Linked DNA regions of Sus scrofa: region 2 is linked to region 1. Evidence: chromatin contacts called from public promoter capture Hi-C data. All regions are on one chromosome and are shown on one strand. The core of a region is the stretch at or near the end of the contact, and the rest is flanking DNA. Distances in the headings are between cores, read along the strand shown. Region 1 holds the start of RGS16 (regulator of G-protein signaling 16). Region 2 holds the start of RGS8 (regulator of G-protein signaling 8).

Region 1 (7,454 bases), core at 2,504-5,003:
CCTCTCCAGTCTCTCTCTTTCCTGGACACTTGTTGTAACACCAGGCAATAATCTCCTGTCATCTCCCCACCCATTCCCGTGACCCCATGGTAGTTGTTTCCTCAGCAAGGAGGAAACAGGAGGTCATTAAAGTCAGGAAAGAGCCTTAGACGCTGTTGTTGCCCCATGTTCTTGGGAACATAGTCAATTACTATTATTATTATTATTTTGTCTTTTTAAGCCTACACCACAGCCACAACCATGCTGGATCTGAGCCACATCAGCCACCTACACCACAGATCACCAGCAACGCTGGATCCTTAACCCACTGAGCGAGGCCAGGGATCAAACCTGCGTCCTCATGGATGCTAGTCAGATTCGTTACCACTGAGCCACGAGGGAAACTCCCATAGTACATTCTTAACAAATATTTATAGCAGATTGAGTAGACTAGTAGATTTTGGAAGGTCCAGACCACGGTGGGGACGAGCGTACCAAATCAGAAGTCAAGAAAGTGTTTTCATTGCCTCTAACCGTTTTCAGCAAAGGTCCCATCTAGACCTTAGCCTCCGTGGAAAAAGTGAGGCTGTGGGGGAAGGTCAGAGGGACTGAAGGCCGTGGAGGACAGTGGGGCGGTGACAATGTGTGAGGTTTAATCCTGGCACCAGATGACCCAGGCTGCAGAGCTGTGTCCCCATACTCGCCCTTAAAGAGGGGGCAGCTGCGCTGGGAGTGCTGGGCCAAAACGAGGTCAGGTCCGTCAAAGCCCGTGTGATTCACAGGCGAGCGCAGCTGGATGGACAGCAACTGTTGAGTCATGACAAACTGCAGACACAACCAACCTACCTGCTGGGAAGAGAATTTGGGATAAACGAGAACTTCAAAAAAGTTTCTGCCTGGAAACCGAAGAGGTAACCATGGCAACTGGGAGGCAGGCTGAGCGGAGAGAGGGCTCTTCATCTTGAGCAGGGAGCTTTGCGCTCTCGGATCTGTGCGCTGTGCATCCCTTTGTCTCCTTCGCTTTCTTTATCAAACGAAAAAGTCCTTGCTCAGGAATCTGGAGATTGGGCCCAGGGTTCAGCTGTTTTCAGCTCCAGTGCACTTAACTAAGGGCGCCTTAGGCTCTGCTGTTTTGTTGTCTGCAGAATGGAAATGTAAAAGCCAATTCACAGAAAGGACAGGAAGGTTTGAGGAGGTTGTCTGCCTAATCACCATTATTGTTGCCAGGGGCCAGGTCCAACCTGGTGCCACTGAGGGTAAAACCCGAGGTTCATTCCAGCCACAAACTCGCTTTTCTCACTAGAAGAAAAGCTGTCCCCAGCACTACCCATGGCCCCACTTGGCAGCTGCATAATGAAAGTGTGCGCTGGGGCATGAGCAGCATCAGGTGAAAAAACAACCCTCAGCTCAGCTGACAAACTCCTCCGGGTGGAACGTCCTGCTGATGGGGCGGCCGGGTGGGGGCGAGGGACTGTGCTGGAAGCCAATGTTCAAACGGCATCCTTCCGCTGCCCCCCTCCCAACCCTGGTCCATCTCCCTGCCCCATACTGGTCCAGCCCTGGACTTGTGAGAAAAGCAGCATAAGAGCCAAGGTGGGCGAGATGGGATGCAGGTTGGATGCTGGCATTGGAAAGGGCACTGGCTGCCAACATGTGCGCTGCTGCTGCACCTGCCCCCGTGCTCCGCTAACCAATGCACCGACCTTCTGGGAGGCTGGGGAGGCTTCAACTCTGGCTGCTCAGAGCGCATTTGGTTTGGATTAACTGGTTCCTCTTCTGCCCGCCCTGGCTTAACAAGGGGGCCTGCTTTGGCAGAACATGCTGCACGCTGTTGCCATGGGGGCTTCTTTGGCTCCAGCAGTGCCTCAGTGATGGTCCCACAGACCTTCCTCCCCTCTTCCCCCTCCGGGTGCTTCCCCTTCCCTTCCCTGACCAGCTTTTCTGGGCCTCCGCCCTGGGCCCTCTCACTCGGGTGGAACCTCTTCTCTGCTGTTTGCACTCTTTTCTGACTCGTTTCCAGGCCTCGCTGAGGAGTAGCAACTCTGAAATGCCCCTTGTGAAAAACACTTCGACTCCAAGAGTCACAAAAACACGCTCCCTTTCCTTATTGTCTAGCAGGCCCAGTATCCCTATTACGTAAACCTGAGAGCTGAGGTACACTGAGTGCCGACTACAAGCCAAGCACTGTGCCAAGCACCGTACAGGTGTGGTGGCAGGGGCCGGGGTGCGTTTTCCAGATCCGTTTGGGATCAGGCCCTCGTTCCCCAGGGTGCTGTCTGCTGTAGGCTCCCAGCAGTCTCTCTCCAGGAGCTGCTCTTGGCAGAGGGAACGGCCTTGTTTAAGATTACGCCAGCCTGGAGTTCCCATCGTGACGCAGCGGAAACGAATCTGACCAGGAGCCATGAGTTTGCGGGCTTGATCCCTGGCCTTGCTCAGTGGGTTAAGGGTCTGGCGTTGCTGTGAGCTGTGGTGTAGGTCGCAGACGCGGCTCAGATCCAGCATGGCTGTGGCTGTGGTGTAGGCCGGCAGCTGTAGCTCTGATTGGATCCCTAGCCTGGGAACCTCCATATGCCAAGGGTGCAGCCCTAAAAAAAAAAAAAAAAAAAAAAAAAAAAGAAAGAAAGAAAAAAAAATTAGGCTGTCCAGTGAACAGCTGATGTGGGACGCAAGGCCGCCCCTTGCTTCACTGCAGCGACTGCTCTGAAGGGCCATCCCACTCCAGAGCATCCCTTGGGACCAGCTTCAGCATCCGTTCCCCCCTCTGCCCAACCCTGCTTCCCTCACACCCTCTTAGTTCCGAGAACTCTCCCCAGCCAGCCTCTGCCTCAGAGGAACTATGTTCCTTGTTTCCTGGGGAACTCCAAGTACAACTTAAATTTATCTAGTTCTCACAACTTTATGAAATAAATGCATCACGTTTTCATCTTAGAGGCGAGGAAATGGAGACATGAAAAGGTTGAGAAGCTTGTCCCGGGTCTCCCACCAGTAAACAGCAGAGCCCAGATTTGAAAGTGAGAAATCCATCTCCAGATCACACACACTTAACCTCACCTGCAGCCTCTTAATTGCAATCCCAAAGGCATGTGAGGAGCCTTGGGGAGGCTGTGATGCCGTTATGAGAACGTGAGGAGAGAAGCAGGGCATCCATTACCTTTATCTCAGAGATGAGGGCGCTGAACTAACTAGCAAATACTTAAAAGTTGCGTTCATCAGTTACAAAGGTGTTGGGATTCTCAGCTGGGAAAGGGCAGTAGAGAAAAGTGTGGTAAATTCATATTTGAATTCTGGCAAAACCTTGTGTGACTTTCAGCAAGGGGTTTAACTCAAGTTTTAGCGAAAGGGATTGGGACTTAGCAGTTGCTCAATAAAGCCGCCTCCCGCCCCCCGGCCCACGGGGGGAGTTGTCTATTTCTAACTCTGATCTTGGGCACGTCTTTTTAACTTTCTGACTCGGTTTCTTCATTTCTAAAATGGCGGTGATGATGTAAAGGGCTTCCTGGGCTGACCCGTGGCCATCTGGGTAGAAGCACAAGAAATGTAAGGCACCAGCATAATATGCTGTCTTGCACCCTGTGCTCTGCTCCGTGGAGCCCTAACAAGCTCAGGCTCAGGCTGTGACCCACACTTCGCTTACCTCCCCAACCCGCCACCCCCACGCAAATCCTCCTGGCACCGCTGAGTTGGTTTCCTGCTTTTACTAACGGCCGACAGGGTTTTTTCCTACCTAACTGGGTGCGAGCGCGTCTCGACAACGTGCGACTTCTCTGCCGCGCCTCCCTCCCCACGCCGCCGTCCGCCCGGAGGAGGGGGCAGCCCCGTGAGCACCCCTGCGGTGCGAGAGTTGCACGAGGGTAGCAGGGTAGCGGCGCATCCTAGGCTCCGCGCCCCGCCCCTTCGAGCCCCCGGCCCCGCCTCCGTCTTCGCCCGCGCTCAGGACGGCTCTCCGATTGGTCGGCGGCTCTCAGCCCCGCTCCGCCCCCTCCAAGGGAATAAAAGCCGCTGGCTCAGTGAGGTTCCCCTTGATAAACGCAGTCTGCATAGAGGCGCTAGCTGCTGCCGCTGTTCTGCCTCCCTGGGTTCTGCGGTGTCCCCAGGAGCCCGCCACCATCCTCTCCACGACGTGCTGCCCTGCATCAGCAGCCATGTGCCGGACCCTGGCTGCCTTCCCCACCACCTGCCTGGAGAGGTAAGAGGAGCTTGTCCAGCTGCCTGGAGAAAGAAGTCCAAGTCCCATCAACCTTAGGAAGCGGAGCGGCAGCCTTGGGGACCTGGGTGGGCAGGAGCATGGGACGCTAGTAACTTGAAAGGTGGAGGTCAACTTGGTTCCGCGTTCACAGATGCCTCCCTTAGAGTCTAAGAGGAGGATGGACCACCAGAAGGGAGAAGGCGAATTAAAGGGAAGCAGAGGGTCCGCTGCTTATTGGCATTCCCCATCCTCTGACACAAGTTGCAGTTCTACCTGGCTGACCTGCTGAAGTCTCGGCTGCAGGAAGACCTGGTGTTGGCATCACCAGGCAGAACTGTCTTCCCTGGTTTCTTAAGCACTTGGTTTTCGTTTTAAAGCCCAGAGCTAGGGCCCTGGCCTCCTCAGGTGCTGGGAAGGCAGGGAAGTGTTTTTCAGCGTCCCCCCCTTCCCCCCACCTGGTGAGAGATGTGCCCACTTCCCAGGGGACTTCTCAGCCTCACCAATCTTTGCTGAAGCTGGAGGCTGGAAAAGAAAAAGTAAAGATGAAGGTAGAAATCAACTTCCACACAGTTCTAGAAATATTTGTAACAAGCCCAGAGTGTGCTGAACTGCCTTCTGCTCATCAGCTGGCACAAAGATAGATTGGTGTGACTTAATGCCAAAAAGCCCATGAATACAGCTGTATTGTAGACCCAGAAAGTATAAGACCTATGGAGGCACAGCTCAAAGACTGCTTTCATTGTTTCTGGGTTCATGATACTGATGAGAGAAGCAACGTTTATGCCCTGGGAATAGCCAAGTGTCCCAGGAAGCTTTGGGGGGGCGCCAGCATGAGCTCTCCTGGGACCCCCTCAATCTCTCTGCCCTGGCCAAGCAACCGGAGATTCCTCACATGCTCATGCGTTGTCTTCCAGAGCCAAAGAGTTCAAGACCCGGCTGGGGATCTTTCTTCACAAGTCAGAGCTGGGCTCCGATCCCGCGAGTGTTGGCAAATTCGAGTGGGGCAGTAAACACAGCAAAGACGGGTGAGTCCTGCCGGCCGGCCTGGGGCCCCTGGAGAAGGAAATACAAGGAGAAATTAGGACATGTCAGGGTGGACTGTGATGACCCCTGTAATGATTGCTGGTCTGCGGTGGCTCCCTGGCTCATGGGTGACCGGGTGGGTGGCTCAAGGCTTTGAAGTCCACCAACAGACAAATCTACCCAGGGCCAGCATGTCTAGTCACTGGACTCTCCCACCTGGAGATGTTATTGAACATGCAGCCACGGCTGGGGCGGGGGCAGGACCACCGGAGGGCTTTTCATCAATGGCTCTACTTCCGGTAGCATGCACTTTGCCTGGAAGCCCTTGTATATTGACCAGCAACTGTGCCAGGCCCTGGGTTTATGGGTAGACGTTGTCTCTATTCATGAGGCCCTATGGCCTTGAGGAAGCGGTCAAAACAAGCTCAGAGAGTCAGGGGAATAGAAAAACTTTTGGACAGTGAAGACACGGTCTCAGATATTTACTGAGGCCCAAGAGGTCCCTGCTTTGGCTTCTGGTTACTGAGCTGTCCTCTAGAAAACACAACTGTTTGTCTTAACCCCAACCAAGCATTTGAGGAGTCAGCTCCACTAATCACCACGCCAGCATCTGTGGGAATTAGACAGCTTCCATCACAGTTCTGGCTAGGATTTGTGCTATGCATTAGTTTGTTGATTTTTTGAAAAGTAAAATCTTGCCTTTTTTTTTTTTTTTTAAGCCGAAACTTCTCAGAAGACGTGCTGGGATGGAGAGAGTCATTTGACTTGTTGCTGAGCAGTAAAAGTGAGTGGGACCCTGTTGTGTTGTGTCTGTCTGTGGAGGGCACATGTGAGCCCATGTGTGGTGGAGTCAGCCTGCAGGATGCTGAAGGCGTGGGCACAATAATAGTAGTAGTAGCAATAATAACAATCCCCTAGTGTGCCAGCCTCTACGCAGAATACAAAGGCAGGTCCTTGTTCGAGAAAATTACATCCTAAAAATAGAGCCATTAACTACAATTGCTGTCTTTTCTTCTGTGGTTCCCTGCTGGCTGTCCCCTCTGTCTGACCTGTCTCTTCCTCTCTTCCTGCAAATCCAGATGGAGTGGCTGCCTTCCACACTTTCTTGAAGACGGAGTTCAGCGAAGAGAACCTGGAGTTCTGGTTGGCCTGTGAGGAGTTCAAGAAGCTCCGGTCAGCCACCAAGCTGGCATCCCGGGCACACAGGATCTTTGAGGAATTCATTCGCAGTGAAGCCCCTAAAGAGGTCAGAGGCGTGACATACTCCAGGGATTCTCTAGACCCTGGCTGCTCCTTCCCCACTGAGAACTGGGGATGGTGGGAAGCCAGCAGGCGAAGGGCTGCGTTTAGAAGTAGCATGGCCTCATCTGGCACAGGAGGCTGGAGACTGAAAAAGCCAGGCTCTGGGCCATCCCTGGGTGCTCTTACCCTCAGATGCACCAATGGGGCTGGAGGGGGTGGCAGGGCTTTTGGCTTCTGTCCATGCCCACTGTTGTAAACTAAGGCCTTTTTAGAGGCTTAAAAGACTTAAGCGGCTGGGGGGTGGGGAATAAGTCATCATAGGATAACCTGGCTCAGTTCCCTGGCGGACCTGCCTTAGGACTTTGGTCCTTGAGAACCTTTCCACCGTCCCTCAGCCGCCGCTGTTTGAGAAAGAATATGGCGCCACCTTGTGGAGGGAGAGTAGTAATGCCTTGCTTTTATATCTTTGTAATTTATTTTGAGCACCTTCATTCCATAAAGATTTGTTGAGCACCAGTTAGATGCAAGGTACTATTATAGTCATTGGGAATATGGCCGGGAACAAGAAATGTCTCCTCCAGTGGGAGAAGATGACAGTAACCAATTACATAAATATTGCCAGGGAATGATGTGTGCTCTGATAAAAACACAGCAGCAGAGTCTGGGGTGGGAGGAGGTGAGGTCTTTCCCTTTTATAAGGGGAAGGGAGGGGTGGGCTGTCGGATAAGGTGACATGTGAACAGAGACATGAAAGAGTGCCTGTTGTGGTCACCAGTCAGCGGGTGGGCCCGTGGGGAGTGGCGAAGCGGAGGGAGACGGGGGTGGGGGGGGTGGGGGGGGAATGGTGTCACCTGGTGGCAGATGGCCAGGTGCAGGCCCAGGGAGCTGTGCCGGCTCAGTGCGCACTTTGGTTTTTCCTCTGAGTGACAGGAAACAGCAGACTGACTTGGTTTTAAAAGGCTCCCTCCGCTGCTGGGTGGAGAAGAGATCGGGGAGGAAGGGAGAAGAGAGAGCAGCGGGCAGG
Region 2 (6,760 bases), core at 418-2,917, 130 kb before region 1:
TTTTGCTGTGGCCTAAAATTGCTCTAAAAATGCATACTCTTTAAACATAAGTAAGCCAAGCCACTAGGATTCTCACTCAATGGTTTTTAAATGAAGCAACTTGGAAAGAATTTGCTAGTTGTTAGGGGAAGAAGCAGGTGGGGGGCCAGATGAGTCATGTGAAAGGTAATTTTTCTGTAAAAAGGTACTTTAGCTTCTGCTCTTATAGTGTCTAGACCACACCTTAAGTTCAGGTCCACTCTCCCATGATTTTTCCAGGAGGCCCAAGCCTATGATGGCTTTGTCTCTTGGATTTTCCGAAGAGTCTCCTTGGAAGCTCCGTGATAATCCTGTTTTAGCTGAGCCAGCTTGAATGAGTTTCTATTGTTTATTATCATTAGAAACTGAACTACAGTGACACCCATTCGCAGATTTGGGAACACTTATGCATCTCCTTGAGAGATCCTGTCTCTAAGCCAAACACCCTCAATTCGGTCTGTTGATATTCGTGCCTGTGTCCCTCCGCTCCCTTTCTTGGTCCTTCCTCTCTGGACCATACAGTTGAGGCCTTCAAAAATGGACTAATAGCAAGGCTGGAATTGGACACTGCTTTTATGGAGCAATTCAAAGGGAAAAGAGTAGGTCTGCCAGCCTCGAAATTTCTTGCTTAGCCCTGACAAGACTCTTCCCCAGAGCCTTAAAATTGGTTCTGTTTACAAAGAGCCTTTAAAGGGGCTACACTGTAACTTGCTGAGAATGAGGCCCTGTACCAATGAGGAGGTCCTTTGAAGAAAAGCAGGGAAAATCAAAGGTGGAGAGATGGGTCAGAGAGAAGTTTTCCCCAGTTTGCTCTGGCTTGAAGGTATTTAAAGGGGAAACCCTGGTGGAAGCAGTGTCCCCAAACTCTGGGGAAGGAACAGGTGTGCAGACTGGCAGGTGACTAGTTTGCAGCAGTAGAGAGAAACTGTGGTCGCCTCCCCCTGTGGTTGTCGTGTTAGGTCAGTACTAACTTTAGCCGTGCACTCCTCAAATGGGGACAGTCCACTAGTGGATTAAATCCTCCTTAAGTGACTGAGAGGCTTTTAGCCAGAGATCAGAAGAAAGGAAAGTATTTCATCTCTTCTCTGCCTGGTGCCTGATGACTTCGGACCAGGAACCCTTCTCCAGTGTTTTGCATTATAATAAAACTTCCTATTCCTGTAGCGTTGATCTCCCAGGAGCTTGAAGTCCTCCATAAGTATTTTATCAGCTACTCTCACCTGGAGGGTGTGGGAAGGGGGAGGAAGCTAGGACAGCGTCTGGCTTGTTTTCTCCCTGGCGGTCACTCTTGGCTGAAACCTCAGGTCCTCTGAAGGAGAGGGTTGAGGAAGCAGACCCGAGAACTTTCTCCTTGTAGAATAGGCTCCTTTCAATGTGGGGTAAACATCCTCTTTCCTGTTTGGGGTCTCTCAGGCACAGAGAAGCCATGCAGGATAACTGAGTTCTCTGCTACGTCACTGGCAAGTCTAGAGCAAGTGTTATCAAGTGTTCAGCTACTGACCTGTCTCTCTCTCCAATGTCTTCCTTTCTGCAGTGAACAAGGGACTCTTCCAGAGCTGAGGTGGGCTGGTTTATCCTGAAACAAGCCTGAGGAGAGAAGGCAAGTAGCTCGAGCTGGAAGGCATGACCCCAAGATGGTAGGCTGACCTTCAGACACGCTCTCCTCAGACCCACAGCCAGCGCAGCTCTCATCAGATCAAGCTGCCTCTCAGGGGCTCGAACATTTTAAAAAAGATCTGAAGGTGTTTCAAATGGTGCTGGGACATAAATAGCTCTTGCAGAAGAGTGTTGCCTCAGGGATATGATGACTGAATCAGCACCGCGTTGAATTAGCAGTGATCTGGTCTTCAGGGTAGAGTGATGGTAAATGAATGTTATTACATTTTTACCCTGTGAATGAGCCCTTAGGAAAGAGACAAACAGCTTCCAGGTGTCTTGCCACAAGATTTAAACAACTGAGTCACTCGAACTTGATGGAGGAACAAGTGGCAGCCTAGAATCTCCTCATGATTCAGGCGGCCGCCAACTTGGATTGTCCCCAGTTCCAACTTTAGCATCTTTCTTTAGTCACTCTGCCACACAGTCAGTTCCCCTTCTGTAGATGCACAATAGGAGGAAATTCTAATGAAGGAGACAAAGCTGCCACTGTCCTGTCTGACCAGATATCCCCGGAGACAACAGGCTCCCCACGCCAGGAAAGGCAGTTCCTGAGAGGAACCACCTGTAGGTGTTCCCTGTCTGAGCCTCGAACCCTTGGCCATCCCCCCAGCAGGCCTGATTGATGTGCTGACCCTCTGGTCGTCAAGGAAGCAAGGTAATCTCTCAAGAATGTCTGATTAGGTGGCTCTGCTCAGACTAACTGTGCTGTTAGGCAGGAGGTAGAAGGGAGTGGAGGGAGTGTTGTCTTAGAAGTCCTGTCTCTCTATTAGCTGGACATTAGTCTGACATCTGACATTAGGTGGGTTGGAACTCTCTGGGTCTTAGTTCTCTCATCTGTAGGGTTAATGACCTAGAATGACTGAGCAAGAATTAAGAGTCGATAAACGCTAACTTAAAAGCATGGAATGTATTGCCTCTTTCATAAGCATAAAAGCATCCAATGCATTTGTGTGGGTTGAGAATCCATTTTTACTTACTGATGGTGGATTTTCGGAGGGGGGGGTCATTAGTCCACTGAGGAATCTCCAAGCAGAGGAGTTTGGTGAAAAAACAGGACATTCCAGGGAAAAATGTCCCCTCTTATGACTGAGTTAAAAAAAATTCATCTAGAAAACCTTCAGAAGCAATGTAGTCTAATGTACAAAGCATGGTTTGCCAGTGGGCTTAAGTATCTTCCTATTGATTATGAAGAAAGAAAAATCCTCTGTAAAGTCAGGGGTCTGAAACTGTTGATGATGTCAGGAGGGTAGTGTTACCATGACAAATGCCAGAGAAGGGTGTGGGGCTGCCCAGAACTTGAAAATAGAACATATGGGAAGTGTCACTATGACTTCATTGTTGTCCAGGAAAGAGAGCAAGCCATTCCAGCTGACTGGTTCCAGTTCTTTAGACGGAGTGGAAAGGGGGAAACTCCTTGCAGTCTTATAGCCCAAGCAAAAGAGCTCTTAAGCATATTCCACACTCTCTGTTGTCATTCTGCTTTCACCGAACAAATTTCTGACCTATAATTTATTAGTCAATATTAACGAGCACCTACTCTGTGCCTTCCCCTGTCTACTACCTACATTTCATATGCATTATCATACATGGCTCCTCACAGCAGCCATCTGAGGCAAGGATCAAGAATCCCGTTTTTAATTTATTTCTATTTATTTACTTTAAAATCGGGAGTGCTCCGTGAGTGTGTGTGTCATCCTTGTGTAGGGCCATGCCCGTCTTCTCTGTATTGTTCCACTTTTAGTATATGTGCTACTGCAAAGAGAGCACAAGAACCCCATTTTTAGATGAAGAAACAGACTCAGGGTGGTTAAGCAATTTTCTCATAGTTACTCATCAGAAATAGTAGTGCTGTGATTTAATACTGCTTAGACTAACTTTCAATGCCTTCTTTCTTTCCTGCATGCTGCTGCCTCCTGGAAGGGAACTGCTTGATGCTTCTGGTTGGTTGCACCAGAGTTGTCTCCCTGGCTGGAGATGAAGGAGTGGCCACGGTTAGTGAGGCTCAAGCCCCCTAAACTGCTTATTTTTGGGCAAACTTGTTATTGTGTTAGGATAGGATAGAAAAAGATTAGACCTTGAACTGCAATATTCTCATTAAGATAGTGTCTCTGTGGCCCTGACAAAAATAGGCTGTCAGTTCTTCCCCTTGTATTTTGGCACCGATTAACCTCTGGAAGGATGTGTGAAGACATAAAACATTCTCTGTGTGGCATCTTTAAATGGGAAGCACACCAAAATTTACTTTCTCTCCTCAGGAAACCTCCAAATTAAATGAATACAAGGAGCTTGGTATTAACTGCTTTTGTTTTCACAGCGGCTGAAATAACTCTGCCTTCCCTGGTTTGATTCATGATCACTTTGGTTGAAATTACATGTGTCTAAAGATAGGACATGCAGGTCAGAACTTCTGAATGGATACTGTCCTTTGTTTTAATGGGATCTGCTCATTTTAGCTCAAAGCAGCCCTTGACCCACAAATGAATGTGAAAAGCCCGTAGAAATCCCTCAATATGGACGATTTCATCTAGATAGTCTCAGCAATTCATATGGATCGTGTTTGCATTTAAGAGGCTATCTGGAGTTCCCGTCGTGGCGCAGTGGTTAACGAATCCGACTAGGAACCATGAGGTTGCGGGTTCGGTCCCTGCCCTTGCCCAGTGGGTTAACGATCCGGCGTTGCCGTGAGCTGTGGTGTAGGTTGCAGACGCGGCTCGGATCCTGCGTTGCTGTGGTTCTGGCGTAGGCCGGTGGCTACAGCTCCGATTGGACCCCTAGCCTGGGAACCTCCATATGCCGCGGAAGCGGCCCAAAGAAATAGCAAAAAAAGACAAAAAAAAAAAAAAGAGGCTATCTAACAATTAGCATGAGGCCTGTGTGACCCCCTTTTCATTGGAAAGGTTCGCAGTTAAGTGCCCATCATGCAGATTTGTACTGAGGAACACCAATGAATTGCTTCAATGGTGGATGATTGGAAAGGTGGTGGTGGAGGAAGATGGCAGCAGAGAGGGGTCTGAAAACTGAGTTATAAGATGACCTGGGGTGTTTTTAGCTCAGGGAAGAATTCTGAAGGAGGCAAGCTGTCTTCAGACATTTGGGGGACTCATTCGCTCTTCGCAGGAAGAAGTAGGCTTCCCCTCTGTTACCTTAGGGGGCTGAACTTGGACTAAAACAAGGTAGATGCAGAGAGACTCATGTGGGGGAAATCTTTAAATTAGGATGTTTAAGGAACAGTGCCTGGTCGTTAAAGTTGTTTTGAAGGATGGAATGGGGAGCTACCTCAAGTCTTGCTGTGCTCCCCATCAGTGGAACGCATTTAAGCCAGGGAAGCCGTGGCATGGATTCCAGCATTGAGTGAGAGGCTGTCCCCAGTGACCTTAGGTACCATTCCAATTCTAGTTCATGGTTTGATTTAGATATCGATGTCAGTTACTCTGACATACATCAAAAATGAGGACTCATTTAACAGTGTAGATTGGAGAAGAGCCTATTTATGCACTAAAACCTCACTAATTTAAAATAACTGAAGGGGAAAACCAGTTGGGTCGGTGAAGTGGATTATGAAATGCTTATAAATAATAAATGGCCATTTTATGACTTTCAAGTCCATGGATGTGTGGAATTATGTCTACCAAAATTGCCTGATCAAGGTCCTGCTTTAATGAATAGAGAATGATTTGTAATCAACATATCAGAGCACCAGGCTCGCTGGCCTCTGCTTAGATTAGAATTAAATCACTTGTAATTCAGAGTGTTTGAAAACAGTTGGTCTCTTAAGTAAATAATCAGACCCCTTGGTCTTTGGTTTCAAGTATTCATTTGCTGTCAGCCGTTCCTTTTTTTTCTGTTAATTGTGCAAATGGGAAGCCTCTGTTCAATGTCAATCAAAATGTCACAGTTAAAAATTAAACAAACAAATGTGCACTAGGAATAAATGAGGTTTTTTGTTTTTTTTTTTTTGCTGTATTTTTGCCAGGTGAATTCTCTGTTTCTTAGGCGGGGGTAATAGGTGGCTCAAAACTCATAGAAGGAAACTTTCTGAGGAGCTGCTAATATCCAGAGGGTGTGGCAACAATTGGATTTAATATTTTTTTCATTCATTCATCAAACTTTAATGTTCAAAAGACCACATATTATGTTATTTTGTTTATATGAAATATCCAGAATAGGCAAATACATAGAAACAAAACATAGATTAGTAGGGCTTGGGTGGGGGGCGGGTAAAGGACTTCTGAGGAGAACAGAGAGCGACTGATCACAGGTATGGGGTTTCTTTTTGAGGGAATGAAAACATTCTAAAATCATTTGTGGTGATGGTCACGCAACCCCGTGACTATACTAAAAACTGTTAAATTATATACTTCGCATAGGTGGATTGGAAGGTATGGGAACTATATCTCGGTAATTGTGGAGCTGTGGTGTGAGTCAGAAACTGTTCTGGGCACTAGAAATAGAAGGTTCCCAAGACTAAATCCTTGCCCTCTGAGAGCTTGCATTCCAGTGGGAAAGCCAGATAATAAATGTGTGAGCCAACAAGTCAAAGCATAATTTTAGGAGGAGATAGTACGCTGAAGAAAAACGAAGCAAGATAAGGAAATAGAGAGTGATGTGTGTGCCTGCACACGTGTGTATGTGTGTTTGTGTGTGTGTATAGCATATCTGTGTTTGTGTGTAGTGTGTGCCTGTGTGTGTGTGTGTGTGTGTGTGTGCACACCTTTTCTATTTTAGATACCGTGAATAGGGCAGGATCTTTCTGGGCTTTTGAGCAGAGATCTCAATGAAATGAAAGCATGAGCCATCCCGATAACTGGGCAGGAATATTTTTGGCTTGTGCAATGAAGAGAGACAGGGCGCTGGAGGGAAATAAAGTTGGAGAAGTTGGCAGGAGTCAGGTTATGCAGGGTCATAACCATGGTAATAATATCTTTGAATTATTTTAAGAGCTCAGTCTTAGCAGGGATAATCACCCCTAACTTGGCCTGACTTTCTTGCAGTCCATAAGTCCTTTTTACAACTGTTATCTGAGCTCACAACAATAGAAGTTGCAATTAGTCATCTCAGTCTAGAGATAAGGAAAATGTGGGAA

What was found. Promoter capture Hi-C pulls out the DNA fragments that hold promoters and counts their contacts.
Region 2: a promoter capture Hi-C map of fetal liver shows a contact between it and region 1, with 4 times the contacts expected there. The contact joins the promoter of RGS8 here to the promoter of RGS16 in region 1. A contact is called at or near these places in 1 of 5 promoter capture datasets (fetal liver), 1 of 47 Hi-C or Micro-C datasets (heart right ventricle) and 2 of 2 datasets of contacts at active chromatin or transcription factors (alveolar macrophages and skeletal muscle).

What each region holds. Positions count from the first base shown.
Region 1 is chr9:123,915,418-123,922,871 of Sscrofa11.1, reverse strand. RGS16 (regulator of G-protein signaling 16) reads left to right here and starts at 3,753. Exons shown (of 5, transcript XM_021063763.1): 1 at 3,753-4,165; 2 at 5,080-5,190; 3 at 5,908-5,972; 4 at 6,268-6,434. The coding sequence starts at 4,122. LOC110255525 (a long non-coding RNA gene) reads right to left here and starts at 6,334. Exons shown (of 2, transcript XR_002335963.1): 1 at 6,238-6,334; 2 at 4,731-5,218. LOC110255524 (a long non-coding RNA gene) reads right to left here and starts at 3,788. Exons shown (of 4, transcript XR_002335961.1): 1 at 3,704-3,788; 2 at 826-1,118.
Region 2 is chr9:124,048,834-124,055,593 of Sscrofa11.1, reverse strand. RGS8 (regulator of G-protein signaling 8) reads left to right here and starts at 1,667. Exons shown (of 10, transcript XM_021063775.1): 1 at 1,667-2,332; 2 at 3,598-3,668. It overlaps LOC110255526 (a long non-coding RNA gene), which reads left to right. Exons shown (of 5, transcript XR_002335965.1): 5 at 1,553-1,623.